Linked DNA regions of Callithrix jacchus: region 1 is linked to region 2. The links are chromatin contacts, called in public Hi-C maps. All regions are on one chromosome and are shown on one strand. The core of a region is the stretch at or near the end of the contact, and the rest is flanking DNA. Distances in the headings are between cores, read along the strand shown.

The links. Hi-C and Micro-C count contacts between places; a contact is called where the count stands out from the background.
Region 1: a contact with region 2 is called in a Hi-C map of skeletal muscle, with 5 times the contacts expected there. The contact joins two enhancer-like sites. A contact is called at or near these places in 2 of 3 Hi-C or Micro-C datasets (both in skeletal muscle).

What each region holds. Positions count from the first base shown.
Region 1 is chr4:170,124,660-170,129,249 of calJac240_pri, reverse strand. No RefSeq gene overlaps it. Among named protein-coding and RNA genes, the nearest start is that of QKI, 170 kb to the right of the region's middle. Within about 2 kb of position 3,284, at least 1 of the 16 cell types and tissues checked has an H3K27ac peak or open chromatin away from gene starts, as enhancers often do. A contact at or near this core is called in skeletal muscle, where this site is marked.
Region 2 is chr4:169,962,022-169,966,476 of calJac240_pri, reverse strand. The region is part of intron 1 of QKI (QKI, KH domain containing RNA binding); the gene reads right to left. Among named protein-coding and RNA genes, the nearest start is that of QKI, 4.7 kb to the right of the region's middle. Within about 2 kb of position 1,711, at least 4 of the 16 cell types and tissues checked have an H3K27ac peak or open chromatin away from gene starts, as enhancers often do. A contact at or near this core is called in skeletal muscle, where this site is marked.

The DNA of each region.
Region 1 (4,590 bases), core at 2,035-4,534, 160 kb before region 2:
ATCAATAGAGTGTTAGTCCTCATGATCTACAAAACTGTTTCACTTCTGAGGGCTTCTGTTCATTTTTTAAATTCTAGATCTTTTAATTTTTGATGCTTACAAAAAGATCCTGGGTTCTCTCTCAGCTATGGAAACTGGACTATTCTCTATACCCTGCCTCCCCTGCAATACCTTAATGTAGATATATACTTGAAGTGAGTATAAAAGACCGTCTTGAAGATTGAAATATGGGTAAGGAGGACAGTTTCAGTTATGCAGATGGAAGGGCTGATGATGGGAAGGCCAGCGCCGGCGTGGTCTTGATACCATGCACAGACCAGGCTTCTGTGCATTGTAGAGCCTGCTGACCAACTTGCCGCCTTCACTGGCCTTCCAGCCAGTCATTCGGTTAGCTTCTGCACCAACTTCAGGGCTAAGTCTATCAGTTCACTTGACAATTCTCTAGAGACAGACTGGAAACGGGATACAGTGGCGTTTATTCACTCAACAAATATTTATTGAGCACGTCCATTCCAATTGCAATTAAACATCAGTGATATGAAACTCAAGGAAAAACACCACGTGCTCCCACCTTCGAGGGCGCTCTTTATATACTTTCACATGAACCAAAGGACGAAAAGGCTGAAGGAAGAGGAATGTTATCTTAAAATTATATAGACTGCTGAGATTAAGTGTAAGGCTATCATTTTTATATAAAATCCTACTCAGACAAGGCCGAGGTAAAAGGGTGAAAGGATAGTTGTTGAATTTCAGTGTTAAACAGTGTCTCATGGGAATACGAAAGCCTTTGAGACGGGTAGACTGATAATGGCGGTAGTACTACTAGGACAAACAGCTTTTTACCCTTAGGGATATATCACTCTGGGGCTTGGCTTTGGATCCAAAGAAAGCCCCCAGGAAGGCCTAGAGGGAGAGGGGAGAGGGCTGAAGAAAAGCCTTTCTCAGCAGCAGCCAAAGATGGGTGAAAATAAACAGTAATTCCTCCTGGTAACCCAACAGACAAAACAAAGTGGCTTTCAAAAAATATTTTTGGCAAGTCATAAATCAGTAAGATATGATTTCAGGGAATAAGATTATTTCAAATATGGCTATACCAAGAAGGAACCCTTTCGACTAAAGTTTAGCCATCATTCTGAAATGAACATACTGTGAAACAGTCAGCTCCTGTCTTCACAGAAGAGAGTCATTTACTTGATGTTCTGCATAAAACTGGGCCTTAGAACGCTGCTGTGTAACCCTCATACTACTTTCACATTCCACTTCTGTCCCCCAGCCTGAGACCACGCTGTTTGGAGTAGGAATGGTATCTTGACTCTTGTCTACCTAGAGGCCAGGCATGATATTCAGCCCAATCACTTTGGCACATAAATACTGCTTGAAAGAACAAAATCGCTTATTTTGAAAGTTCTCTGACTTGCATTTGGAATTTTAAAAAATCAGCATGAGTTCTAAATTGGACTATCGAAACAATGTAATTGACAGCTCAGTCTCAAAATTCCTATGTATTTTTAATCTACTTCCTCAATCACCAACCCCTCTTAAATTCTGTGATATGAAATAGCTTAGGCGAAATTTACTCTATGTCCCAAAAGTGGAAACACACATACAATGGAAAAAAAAAATTAGCTTAACAACAACAGAAAAACTTCACCAGAATGACCAGTGTTTAATAAACAAACAAACAAAGAAACCAGTCCCTGGTAGTTTGGGATGTTTCCTGTGATGAAAGAAAATAGACAAAAAACTGACATGGCCAGCATCCTTGCTGAAGATAACTTGTCTCCACATACACACATTTCAATTCAACCTGGCAGAATACACGTGCGGAACTGAAATCTTCATTTAAACAATGACCACACAGTTTCATAGTCCTAATGAAAAGAACATACACTCCTCAGGAGCAGGTTGTTTTCGTTTGCTTTACAATACACCAACCATTTGGATACTTGGATGCTTTTGACAAAGTCAGTCCCTGATACAACTGTGGAAAGCAAGGTTATACTGCTCTGAGGAAAAAAAAAAAAAAAAAATCCCACAGCTTGCCAAGTTACAGTTTTTGACTTGTGGCTTCTCACAAATATTTTATCTTTAAATTTCTTAGAGATGTTGAAGAGCAGTACTTAAAGAAGGGTGGCAGTAAAACACTTGTATATGTTGTTAAAAGGAGAGGCTAAAATTGTAAAATAAAAGATGTCTTCAATGAAAATATCTTGTCTTTACTGTCTACCCAAACCATGTATTTGAAGCTCACCAATTACAATAGCAGTTTCTCCCCAGTAGGTCACTGAGGGAGTATTTTTGAGAACATGTATTCAAGCTATCTGGATTCCTCTTGGTTTTTAAGAGATTATTCTATTACACAGCATTACTGTACTTGACTAACATAAATCTGATGCACAAGTTTGGTTTTCCTGTATTTTGATATACACAGAAATACTGATTGCATTGTTTAACGCTAATTAAGCACTCAGAAATTTGACTGTGGTGCTAATCTTCATCAATGTGAGCAATCCTGCAAAGGCAAAGCATGTGTGATTTCTGCTGGCGTACTGTCTAGTGTTTTTTTCTCCCATAATATTTGATTTTTATAGCCACTGACATACTACAGGGTACCACAGCAACCCTTTTCTATATATGGCCGAGTAATATTTCCTCTGGTATTTCTGTATTTTAATTCCATTACACAATTCTACAGTTTCTACTTTTAAGAAATGTTCCTATGAGAAATAGGTAAGTAATTCAAATGGAAGGGAGTGGCAGAGAGCCTCCTGTGCATAAAACTTCAGGCATTCCTTAGAGCCTGCTGAGGGCTCTCCGCAAGAAGGCTCCTGTTGACACTATTACCAAATTCTTGGCAAGCAGCTTGCTGGAATGGATACAGATCTCACAGAAGGCATGACTTTCATCACCTTTGGCTTTAGAAGAATGACAAGTGAAAAAACACTTTAGAAATGGGAGGTGGTGTGGTATCATCTTTCAAGTTCGTATTTAGGCTAAACTTACGTTTCTATTTTTCTTTTCCCTTAGTTCTGTTCGATGCAGTTTTGATGGAAGTAGTGCTCCTCTTTGAACTGAGGGATGAAAGTGGTAAGGAAAGGAGGAGCTTCCCTGTTTTTCCCTTAATAACACGAACTCTTCCTGGCCACAGTTCACTGTGTATCTACTCAAATGTGAAGTTGCAGGGAAAAATAAGGTGATCCACCCACCTCAGCCTCCCAAAGTGCTGTGAACCACAGCGCCTGGCTTACTTACATCAGGTACGCTCCGCTTTCTGATTCAGTAACTTTTGTTACAGCCTCTCTAGGATGGAGCTAAAGATGGTGGTGGTGATACTTGAGCAGAATATAACAAGGATTTTAGAACAATTGGGCTACACTTTGCTGTGGTTTGGGTGAAATCTAATCCCCAGTGTGGAAGTGCTGGGAGGTGGGGCTGGTAGGAGGTGCTTGGGTTACTGAGGTGGATCCCTCGGGAACTGATTAATGCCCTCCCTCCTCGGGGTGGGGGTATTTTCCCTCCTGCATGGATGAGTGAGTTCCTGTAAGACTGGGTTGTGAGTCTGGCCTCCTCAGTTTCTCTCTTGCTTTCTCTTGCCTTGTATCTCCCTGCACCTGGACCGCACCCCGCTTCGGCTTTACGAGCTAAAGCAGCATAAGGCTCTAACCAGATTCAGCTGCCCAATCTTGAATTTTCCAGCCACTAGAATTGTGGGCCAAATAACCCTTTTTTTATATAAATTACCCAGCCTCAGGTGTTCTGCTATAGCAACACTGAAGAGAGTAAAACACTTCTCTGAAGAATTCGAGGTATTCACAAGGCCATCTCGGCATTTATCGGCTTAACGGCATGTACATTATTGTTGTTGTCCGTATCAGTGATGTTTTCCTTGTAGAGTACAAAATCTCTCTGCCAAACAGATTCATAGAATTTAGTGAAAAGGACATAAAGTCAGGCTTACACTACATTTTTTCTTTCATGTCTCTCCATGCCAAGTTGCTTTAATTCCAACAGTAATGGGAGGTTTCTAACTCATTTTAGAATTAACACCAATACTTAAGGATGACAGACCACTTCTAGATGACGTATCAAACTTTTCCACTGTTTCATCTGAAAACAACTTTACTGCCAGTAGGCCAAAACCTGATGCCTGAATACCAGCTCTGGATGAGGCATATGCATGTTTGATTTGCTAATCTAGCTTTCTTCCCTGAGAGTCGAATTTAACTCTTAGCTTCAGGTGTTTTCACAGGCATTGCGTTCCGCCCAGGAACTTTCAAGTTTTACATTTTCCCACCACCTAGGAATCTAGAGTCAGTTTAAATTCTGGACAACTTTTTAATGCCGTTTTACCTCAGTGAGAAAGCAATCCACAAAAACGTAATTCATTAACATATATCATTTAATTAAAATGTATCCAACTTTCCACTTGTACAACTAACTAGTATGTCTTAACTTCGTAAACCAAATCATTTAGGACAATGACCGTAACAAGGGAAGCATTAAAATTCAGGTTTCAAGCATAGCCAAGGCACTGTACCTTCATCATCCCCACCCTTGACAGTTCTAAGTTCAAGGAGTGCTCATAAAATC
Region 2 (4,455 bases), core at 462-2,961:
TTAAAATTAAAGACATCTGTCTGTATTTAAAACAAATAGCTATTTGTGTTCAATAACAATCAGCCACATACTCAGCTTTCTCTTAAACTAAAATCATTCAAATATAATCCTTATTTATCCTGAACACATCAAAGCAGCACTTAGGGACAAGAAATCTCCAATCTATGGTGCTTTGCATGGAGTACAAGAACTATATAAATGCGGAATTTGAAAAGGGTAACTAACTGGGGGGAAGGTTTACCTATATAAGTCCATAAATGCCAAAATTTTCCAGAGCTGAGATGAGCACTGGGAGTTTTTCTCTGTTTATGAATTGATATCCTTTGCTGTAACGACTGGCAAGAAACTACACTGCTTAAGTAAAGCAATTTTCTCTTTCTAAATCTCCTTCCCAACAATGACAGTAAAGTAAAATAAGCACCTCAATGGCAAGTACTACAAATAACATGACACTTTAAGTTATTTTTAAGAAAAAACACAAGTGCCTTTTCCTCGAATGGCACAAAACTATCACCAATCACACAATTGCTTCATTTTTAAAAATTATTAGCCAATATTTCTAATGTCACCTCTGGATTTTCTTTTAATCATGTGCATATGCCCTATCTTTGAGAAACTAGAAATCAAAAAATGATGTTAAGATGTCAACAAGTTTAATTCAGCAAACATCTGAAAGTGTACATATGCCAGGCTCTAAGGAAGGCATCCTCAAGGAAGTGATTTTTATAGGGCAGATAATAACATTCCAATGCTAACTATAGTGATCACTCCATAGAAAGTAGTACCCTACACAGACTGGAGTTATAGTTATAAACAAATTTCTTAACAGTCCCACTAACGTAACAAACTACATTCGCTATAAAAGTTTACTGTTAGTTGTACTTTTCGGTCAAATGAAAATAACACTGTAAAACCCTTACTTGAACATCAAATAATCTAGCCATTATGGGCCCCAAGCTGATAATGCCAATTTTTAAAAGGGGTATAAATATTCCGTAAAAGTTATCATTAAGGGGAAACAACACACTACCGCACTGAAAATTCACATCAAGCTGTCTTAATGTCAAATACAGCAGAGGTTGGAGAAAAAAATGAAATCCTGTTGATCATGTAAATAAAAAGCTGGTATATATCTGTATGACCTCCTAACATAGGCCCACTCACCACCCCCCATCCCTTGGCCTTAAAATAGAACCTTGGATATGTTTGTGTAACAGCTGACATACCAACAGCAGAAAGTTGCTCAGTGGGCTGCCTTTTAAGTTATCAACAAACAAAACCCAACAATGGCATAGCGTTTTCCATCTCCAACAGAGAAGAGCAAGTTTTGCTTACAACTTTAACATCAAACAAATACATTAGCTACACTGAATTTCTCAAGTAAATTAAACTGCAGTTCCAGTCAGTTTATAAAAAGTTACCCCAATGATCACACTGGTGTAATTAATTTCCTTGATATCAAACCCAAACCAAAAAGAAAAGGACATCAAAAAACAAAAGGAAAGCCCTTACATGTCTAAGTATATTGGTCTCAAAAACAAACATCTGAATCATGCTTCAGTGAAGGCCGGGTCAAAGCATGAGTGTTTTATTATACTGCACTTCTTTTGTCACAGAAATCTATTTCCCTGAAAAAGAAAACAAAAACCATTTGCTCTTATGGGAAACTGACCAATTTCAATCAGCTCCAAGACAGTGACAGTGACTAGTGAGGCAGTAACAGAAATAAAATGTGCATAAAGCATTTAAGAAGTCAAATTAACTTGATTTAACTTGACATTCTCAGTCATTTACGAAAGTGTTCATCCCAAATATGCTAGTAAATGTGACTAGCAAAGAGACCTATTTCTATCAACTCAAGTGTTACAGTTGGATACAACTTTTACTATAAAGCATGTAAACTGGATAAAGTTTACAAAGGAATCACCTTCCACCTACAGGGGAATTTAGCTTTAAAAGTACAGAATGAATGTTTAATAAATACCCCATGGTGATACAAACGAGCTTTTCCATTACTGCCAATATATAGCTGGTGACACCTCCTGGGTGAGAAAAGATCATGGAAAGAAGTGATTATAAATAGTTGCTTCCTTCTTACAACAACTAATTCAAGGGCTTGTGTACAAAAGCAAAAATCTTAGTTCCTAAAGAACAGATTATTTCACCTTAAGTAAAATCTGTTTGTTACAGGTGATTACTGACAACAATAATTGCTTCTTCAGACAAAAAGAAAATCTTTTTGTAAGATATCTCTATAGCAAGAGACCTCTAAATATCAACAACTATATGATTTTTAAGTCAAAGCTTTTGTAAATGAGTTGTTTCTCAGGAAAAAAAAATAATGGTAAGAAAACAGTATAATACATCCAATAATTAAGGCAAAAGAAGTTAAAATAAACATTAACATGAAAAAATGTCAACTATTAAAGCAAGTTTTAACGAAATACTTTTACTCATATTTAAAAGAGGGAGGAGGCAGGTTAGAAACTAAACTGAGGTCAGAAAGGAAATTTATTATAAAAACAAATGAAAAGACCATCTGAAAATGAAAACGTATTTTTCAAATCAGTAATGTGGCATTCTAATCCATCTGCTCTCTTTTTCTGAGCCACAAGCTAATTTTTCTGATAAAAAGATTTTTTTTTTTTTTTTTTTGAGATGGAGTTTCGCTCTTGTTACCCAGGCTGGAGTGCAATGGCGTGATCTCGACTCACCGCAACCTCCGCCTCCTGGGTTCAGGCAATTCTCCTGACTCAGCCTCCCGAGTAGGTGGGACTACAGGCACGCACCACCGTGCCCAGCCAATTTTTTGTATTTTTAGTAGAGACAGGGTTTCGCCATGTTGACCAGGATGGTCTCGATCTCTTGACCTTGTGATCCACCCGCCTCGGCCTCCCACAGTGCTGGGACTATAGGCGTGAGCCACCTCGTCCGGCCCTAATAAAAAGATTTAGACTGTCCTTACTCATTACACATTTTTATTTCCATATAAGCTAGCAGTTTTAACCCCTCCTCCACCTAAAAAACTGAAAACTCAAAATCTGCTTTTAAGAAACTAATTCTCCATTTTCTCCTAATTCAGGATTATTAAGTCTATTAGACTGTACTCTTCACCTTCTCAATTCTAAATTATAAAACTTTATTAAAACAATTTCCATTCAACTGTTGTTTCAGTTTCATGACCAAAAAGATTGGTTTCTTAAAAACTATGCATATTAATTGCTCTCAGGGTTCAGTGGAAAACTTCTCTCTAAAGGTAGAGCAGTTTAAGACGTAGGTTTTATCTGTAATCCTGTAACCATCTCTATCTTCAATAAAAGGTTTCAAACTCAAGTTTATATCCTTTATATGATGGGCCCACCCTAGAATGTATTCACAGCTTTAAAAAACAGCCATGTTGAAGATACCTGAGTGAAAGAGCTGGTACACAACACACACCTCCACACCCCGCCACAACCAAAAAACAAAACAAAAACAAGCAGTAAAACGAAAGGACTGTCCACAGTCAAGATACAGGCTAAAGGTTAATTTGGCAAGGAATTAAAATACTCATTCTAAAACATTCAAGTCTTCATCAAGTAGGAAAACCAACACTTAATCCACAAATTTGTAACTTGCCAAATGGAAATTCGTAAGGTGACAAACCAATTTTTTAAAAGCTTATTCTTTGAAAAATATTTTAAAATAAAAAATTTAAAAGTCCCATTTGAAATTCCTAATTATCAGAAAATACATCTACTCTTAAGTATAATTTGTTAACTTCATTAAGCCAATCACTAAAGTAAAATTTTTACTAAATTTTAACTAAACTTAATTTTTCAGCCAAGTATTACAGGCAAGAAACAAAACAAAAAGTAATGCCTAACCAGAAACAGAAGTCATGATTAATTTGTTTTGGACAGTGACAAACCACAAAGGGGTAAAGCACAAGTTGCCGAATTTCACAACCAAATCATCCAGAAAAAAAAATGTGATGGACTTCAGAAACCAATATTTTTCCTAAGTCAAATTAAGTTTATAATAAGGCTAACAATTACAGGAAACAGCTTATTCCACACTAAGGAATAGCCCTTTTTCCTGCATGTTTGTACTGGTCTGATAAAAAACAGTCAAACTTCCTTGTCATTATATTGCCCATTTTAAACATACTATCTGCCATACAGAAGCAATCTTTACACTGGGAGTTGACAAGGCTAAAACTAGAGTAAGATGAGAAATGGAATAAGCCACATTACAAGGGGAAGGGGAAACAAATATAAGGAGATTTCCTCTCGGTCTCCTACATTTTAAAGTCAAACGATTACTATTTCCAACCAGAGAGAAATACACCTTGGTTAAAAATAGGGACGTAATTCAAATTTCTGGATTTGAAAAATTAAAAATTATTAAAGCAAAAAGTTAGAAACTTGGTAACAAGGAACCAGCTCTAAATTATGAAGAGAGTTTAGATCAACA